Regions from separate parts of the Danio rerio genome. Here region 1 is linked to region 2. A link is a contact called in public Micro-C data. All regions are on one chromosome and are shown on one strand. Each heading gives the region's core, a stretch centred on a gene start, on an enhancer-like site or on the middle of the called end of the contact. The rest is flanking DNA. Distances are from core to core; before and after follow the strand shown. Region 1 holds the start of wdfy4 (WDFY family member 4). Region 2 holds the start of ercc6 (excision repair cross-complementation group 6).

Region 1 (3,298 bases), core at 234-2,733, 200 kb after region 2:
TGATTGGCACGGCTTCAGACACGCCTTCAGTCAAGCATTGATTCTGAAGCCCCGTGTGAATGGGGCGTAAGGCCCAACTCCCACCAGTGCCGAAATCCAGCCATATCACACTGCTACTCATGTGATATGCTCATGTATAATATGAAGTTGTGTCTGTGATTAAATAACATTTGCGCCCCAACATTTTTATTCAGTTGTCCCACTGATTTACTGTACCTGAATGAACAGAAGCAGGAGTCGGCTGAGCTCTTGCTCTCTTTGTTCTGGTGACTGTTGGTTTATAGTATCCAGCTGAATTAGCTGCTCTCTCAGAACCTCCTCTAGATCATTGTCTTCTTTCAGGTCCTCATTTTTATCACTGTTGATTTGGCTGGCTTTCAGTTCTATGCTCTCTGCACTCTCCCCTGATGCGCTGAGTTCCCCATTCTCCTTACTGACTCTGTCCATTTCCGCATCCGGCTCCTTTAAAAAATAAAAATAAATAAAATTACACAAAGACACTTACTGTCGATACAGATAAAACATCTCAAAACATTTACTGGATCTTCAAGAATGTGCCACGAAAACAACCTTTTTAGATTTTTATCCATCAAATTCTTCCCAAAAGAAATATCTGGGCTACTACAGTACAGATCTTTAGGGTACTTGGTCAGTACCATAACTTTAAGATAAAACACACTCTCTTGAGTTATCTAAAACTTTTAAACATATTCATTATTAAAATCTCATGCAAAATCGTAGAAAAGGAAATGTTTGACAATGAAATACTGATCTTTAACTGCTTTCCTTCAATTGCCAAATCACAGCAGTAATTCAGTGGGTTTTCCTGCATCTTACAATCAGCTGTTCACACGTTAATGTGATCTTGTGATGTCAAGATGTGGGCTTGTTTTGCTACAGGGAGGACAACTTGCATTCCAGAATAAATGACATATTTGCACTGCACAGTCCCTCACTAGTTTATTCATTCACTATCTAAATACAACACTTGAATGTCATCTTCTTATTTTATTTACAGCCTTAACAGCAGTAACGTTTCTTGACGCTCTTTAGCAGTCGCCCTGGCTCTTATGCAATGAAATCTGACCAAACAAATCAGTTGGATGGCAAACAAATGAGGCTTATGAAACACTTAGCTAAAATCAAGCAAGCTTCCTTGTTTATCTCTACCTTTAAGTTGAGTCTCCAGGTGACAGAACAGGTTTAAATGCACTTACAGTAAAACACTCACGCCCCAAAATAAACGGCGACCTCTCAAAATAAAGCTGTCAACATCTGATGTTTGCATATGCAGTATAAAGGAATTAACCATTGAAAGTATTATGTGATACTTCAGTTCAGTATGCTCCAATCTAAAACGTACCTGTTGTTTAGTAGGTGGCATCTCAAGTCATTGACAAGGCTTGTGTACGTCGTTTTATGGCTGGACAGAAGGCTTTCCTCTGGCTTCCCATGTCACAACAACGCTCGGTGAGTGAATGGCCAGTTCATACATGCCTCCTAATCTGCCTTATCCACACCGGCTGGCTGAACTTTGCACAATGTGAAACTCTGACATCAGCTGCGCCTGGTCATGTGCTTCACTTCCTAGTAAAAAAAGCAGAAGTATTTTCAAAGCGCACATATGTGCGTGTGTTTTCCACACAGCAGAAGATCAACAGGGCTGCATTAGTTGTATTATTCCAAAATGAATATTCTAAATCGACCAATCAAAAAAAAAAAAAAAATTGTCTGAGGAAATGTAGATAGTGTCTATGCCCTCTGGTGTTTAAAGTGATTCTGATAATTGACAGAGCGTAAATAATTCAAACAAAGAGCAATGGCGACATCTTGTGGTGAGTTGAGATATTACAAAAAATATTATATAGAGAGGATTTTAAATAGGCTATCTGGGGTCCAAATATGAAAAAGACACAATGGAGTCCGTAAAAAAAGTAAAAATGTAAATTAAATTAAAAATTCAGAGAATTAATCGATTTATTATATAAAACTAATAATGTCACAAAAAATAAACACTAAGATAAAAGTAAGTGAAACCCCAAGCAATAATAAAACAGTTTTATCAATGCCTAGTTACAAATACATTCATTATTTTTTTTAAGAACAGTTAAAAATTAATGACTAAACGAAATAATAGCTTAAATATGTATACAATATTAGAATATCTTTTACCATGTGATTTTAAGATTACTGATCTGTTGATCAAGATGCTATTTTTTGTTTCAAGTATAAAAGGCCCTGATTTGACTCCATAGGTTAAATTATCTGAGAATGGGATTTTGGTTGGTTTACTTCAGCACAAAAAAAAAAAAAAAAACAATACCAGCATGCGTTCTGTCTTGCATGGTCAGGAACAGATGTAAAAAGATGTGTTACAGGACAGACATAAAGACAGTACGAGCCACATTAGTCCGACAAAAAGGTAACATAACTTTATGAAAAACTTGCTAAAATAAACATGTAACTTAGAAATTGTTTCAGCTTTTTTATTTTACATAGGTTGTACTTTAAATGGCGGTTCATTCCGCTGTGGTGACCCCAGATTAATAAAGGGACTAAGCCGAAAATGAATGAATGAATGAATGAATGAATGAATGAATGAATGAATTTACTTTAAATTTGACGCTAATACGGAAACAGGAAATAAATAATGGGCGGGTATTACCGGCGGAAGTTTTATGTAATTAACGTTACCCAGGCAACTGAATCTTTATTTATTTACTTACTTTTTAAAAATATATTTTAATAAGAAATTTCATTTTTCAATGGCGTTAATCAATAAGTTAGTTCTTATAGACGTCTGCAGAGGAGTGAAAACACCGAATGCATTTCTAATGGAGAGTACTTTGGGCCACTAAGCATCCACTAGAGGACATTTAAGGTATTACATACATTCTGTCGATTGGTTGAATCCACCCACAGAAGGCGGGGCTTTCCTCAAATCAGATCTGTATATTTACATATTATCAGATTGGCTGTTTTGTCGGATCGGATGATTGATTATCTAACGGTATTATAATGGACCGAGACCTATTGGCTGCAGGAACCTAACAAAATTATTCAAATATCATTAAATAATGAATATCTTGCACTTAGCCATGGGTTTCTTCGGCCGAAAGAAGGCGTAAATGAACGGTTGGCAGAATGCTGCAGGTTTCAGGAAGTTGTATATTTGAATCGGTTCAGCGGGGTGAGATCGATCGAGTTTCCCATTTATTACAGCAGGATCGAGGAGTCCTGAAACAAAAAGGTGAGAGTTGTGTTTTAAAGATGGAAGAAGCTGTTCCACAGTAACAGA
Region 2 (3,460 bases), core at 395-2,894:
ATTCACCAGTATCACATTATTCAACCGAATGCCTCATAACAATGCTAAACAACAGAGAAAATTCTTAGCATTAAGAGTTTTTTTTTTTTGTATCAAGTTGAACTAATTAATAAAGCTGAATGCTGCTATTGTCTGAAAGAACATCGATTATGGAAGAGACTATAATTCGTAGAACAGATTAAATGTTGAACTCTGAACTCAAGAGGGCGCTGTATAATCTTGTAAAACGTTCTACGAAGCCTCAAATATGATAATCCTGGAGAGAGATTTCTATCCTGACATTAAACACAGTTAAAATATTTATTACAGATAATATATCAAATTACTAATGTGAACGTTTAAATAAATTATATTAATTGTTTAAAACTTATATTTATATAAAATATATTTTATATTTGTTTTATATCTTTCTATTTTATTTTACAATTTATATATTTGAAATTATTCCTTCTTTCTGTAAGGCGATTGTGCTGCCCTAGTTTATTATATTTTTATATGAATATATAAAATATTCATATATCTTTTTCATAGATATTCATATATTTATACCTTTCTATATATTTTTTTCATTTATATAATTTCACTTTAATTTATTCACGTTTTATTCATTCATTCATTTTCTTTTCAGCTTAGTGCCTTTATTAATCCGGGGTCGCCACAGCAGTATGAACCGCCAACTTATCCAGCATATTTTTACCACAACCTACTGCTCTACACACACATTCACACACACACACACACTCATACACTATGGACAGTTTAGCCTACCCAATTCACCTGTACCGAATGTCTGTGGGGGAAACCTGGAGCACCCGGAGGAAACCCACGCGAACGCAGGGAGAACATGCAAACTCCACACAGAAACGCCAACTGAGCTGAGGTTCGAACCAGCGACCCAGTGACCTTCTTGCTGCCCTACTTTGCCACTGCTTCGCCCCTCATGTATTATTATTTTTTAATCTATTTCATTTGTACTTTGTACTCATTTGCATGTCTTAAATAAATGTTTGCTTATATTATTTTATTGTTATAAAATTATTTAATAATTGTTGTCTTTTTGTTTTACATTTTTTTACATTCACACGTTTCAATTTGTTTGAGATATGTTTGTCTACATTACCCATATACAGTAGCTACTATAGCTACTAATATAGTTTTTCACAGTTTGGGACAACAAAGAAATGTTTTAATAAAAAGTAAATGACTGTACAGGGGGGCTTTATTTGTTTGTTTGTTGTTTGTTTGATTGATTTATATCACATCCGCATGTAGTAAACCGGTACACAGATAATAGTACATCATAATAACAATAATAACATAAAAACGTTATCGATATAAAAAATAACCTTTGTTTAATTGTGATTCTTTTAAAACGTAATATATAATCTAATTACAAGCACTGAATTTGAGTGTTTGATGACAGAATGCAAATTATAAGTAATCAGTTAGTCTAAAACTACACAACTTTATATATATATATATATATATATATATATATATATATATATATATATATATATATATATATATATATATATATATATATAGTAAAATAATGATTAAAGCGAAAGCTCTCTGCACTTTTATTTTGACATGTTTCCTCAGCAGCTGACATCCACACGGTAACTTACACTCTCTCCCTTCACAGTTCATTATGCAGTGATTGTATAACAAGTTCACATGCAAGACAGTAGTACACAGAAAACCTACTAAAACCGAGATTTTAATGGATTTCACGATAAACGAATAAATCTTTTGAAAGAGTCGGGTCGGTGTGAAGGTTTGTTGTTTACTATTGGGCTTTTTAAAGTCTAATTTGAGCTGAGTGTAAACAATAATATGCTAGCGGTTAGCATTTAGCAAACTGCACATACTGTTTGGTAAGACACTGGGTGTCTGAAAGAAAATAATAAAATATTAAGAGACCCATGATTGCCTTACAATTAATACGTTCATCGCTTTGGGTTTATGTTATATAACGTTAACGTTATTCAAGAAAAAAAAATCCGAGGCTGTTGCAATGTCTTGTCTTGTAAGGTTATGTCTCTTGTTTTGTTCTTTGACAGACACTTTAAGTGATCAAAACACATGTTTTTAGACATCTTAAATGTGACTATTAATATAATATAAGCGATTCTTTCTATATAGTATTTTTTTATATGAGCTTTATTGTTACTGTTATTTAAATACTGGTACTTTGGTGTTCAGTTACTCAAATGGTCTTAGACCATTCTAATACTGTAAGAAAAGACAGTGTGTGGAAAAAAAGATAAAATATCAACATAACCGCGGTTGCCTTAAAATTATTTCTTTCATTGTGTTGATATTATTTAATACAGTAAAATCTGAGACTGTTGTAATGTTAAATTGTGTATGTCTGTTTATTTGTTCTTTAACAGTCATTGTAATTGCTCAAAACACATTTTTACAATTAAAAATGTGATTCTTGAAAAAGCGACTCTTTTTAGTTATTCTTGATATAGGCTAAAATACTCTTACTTTGGTGTTCAGTTACTCAAATTTTACAACCAAACTTTACACTCTTAGACCATTCTAATTCACAGTGACATAGCAATGCCAGTAGAAGGTACCGAGGACCAGGCCCTGTCACCCCTGTCCAGCCCTGTGAGTGCTCTTACTCCTGGAGCTCCAGAAGACAATGGCCTTTCCATCCCTGGAAGTAGTAGGGAAGAGCCAGCGGCTGCCTGTCCGGAGACTGTCGGGGCACAGAATTCGAGAAAATCACAACCTCTGCTCCAGATCAACCGTCAGGAGATCCTATCGGTGGACCACAGCTCTCAGGCCGCTGAGCTCCAAGGTCTGGGTGTGGATGTTTACGACCAAGATGTCCTGGAGCAGGGTGTGTTGCAGCAGGTGGACAGAGCCATTCAGGAAGCCAACCAGGCTGCGGCTAAAGCTGAGGCCCAGAAAGAATACGAGTCTGTACTGGATGACGTCAGGTGAATTTATGGCTGCCTTACTTGCTCTTGTAATATTGTGCAATATGTGTCAAAAAATGAATAGCTCAAATTTGAGGTTGATCTACAGTAATGTGGTTGGTTTGTAAAACATTTCAGGTCATGTACAAGTGCTTTGAAACACATCAACAAAATATTGGAGCAGTTAACCCCTCATGCTGCCTCTAGCAAGGATATCAGTCGGAAAATTGAGTCTGTTAAACGGCAAAAAGAGAATAAGGTGAGTATATGCTGGATTGTTAGTTTTGCTGGGTTTAGCCTGTACTGCTGCATTATATGAAATTCTAGTCGGAAATGCTGTCTTCATTTGATCAAAAATACATTATAAACGTTAAATTCATTTAGAAATGTTCATGCTGTGTTTTTGTGGATTCCATACGATTTTTAAAAAGTATGTTTTGTTAAGTACTAGTTTTATTCATCAACAACACAATAATTAAATTGACAGTAAAATCTTGTTAAATCATATTAAAAAATATTTC

Evidence for each region. Hi-C and Micro-C count contacts between places; a contact is called where the count stands out from the background.
Region 1: a Micro-C map of caudal fin shows a contact between it and region 2, with 4 times the contacts expected there. The contact joins the promoter of wdfy4 here to the promoter of ercc6 in region 2. A contact is called at or near these places in 3 of 18 Hi-C or Micro-C datasets (caudal fin, embryo and hematopoietic stem cells).

What each region holds. Positions count from the first base shown.
Region 1 is chr13:34,467,688-34,470,985 of GRCz12tu, forward strand. It overlaps wdfy4 (WDFY family member 4), which reads right to left and starts at 1,484. Exons shown (of 63, transcript XR_012388779.1): 1 at 1,364-1,484; 2 at 217-462. It overlaps si:ch211-223a10.1, which reads left to right and starts at 2,628. Exons shown (of 10, transcript XM_068213074.2): 1 at 2,628-2,881.
Region 2 is chr13:34,272,483-34,275,942 of GRCz12tu, forward strand. ercc6 (excision repair cross-complementation group 6) reads left to right here and starts at 1,645. Exons shown (of 20, transcript XM_683880.10): 1 at 1,645-1,780; 2 at 2,565-2,960; 3 at 3,078-3,198. The coding sequence starts at 2,575.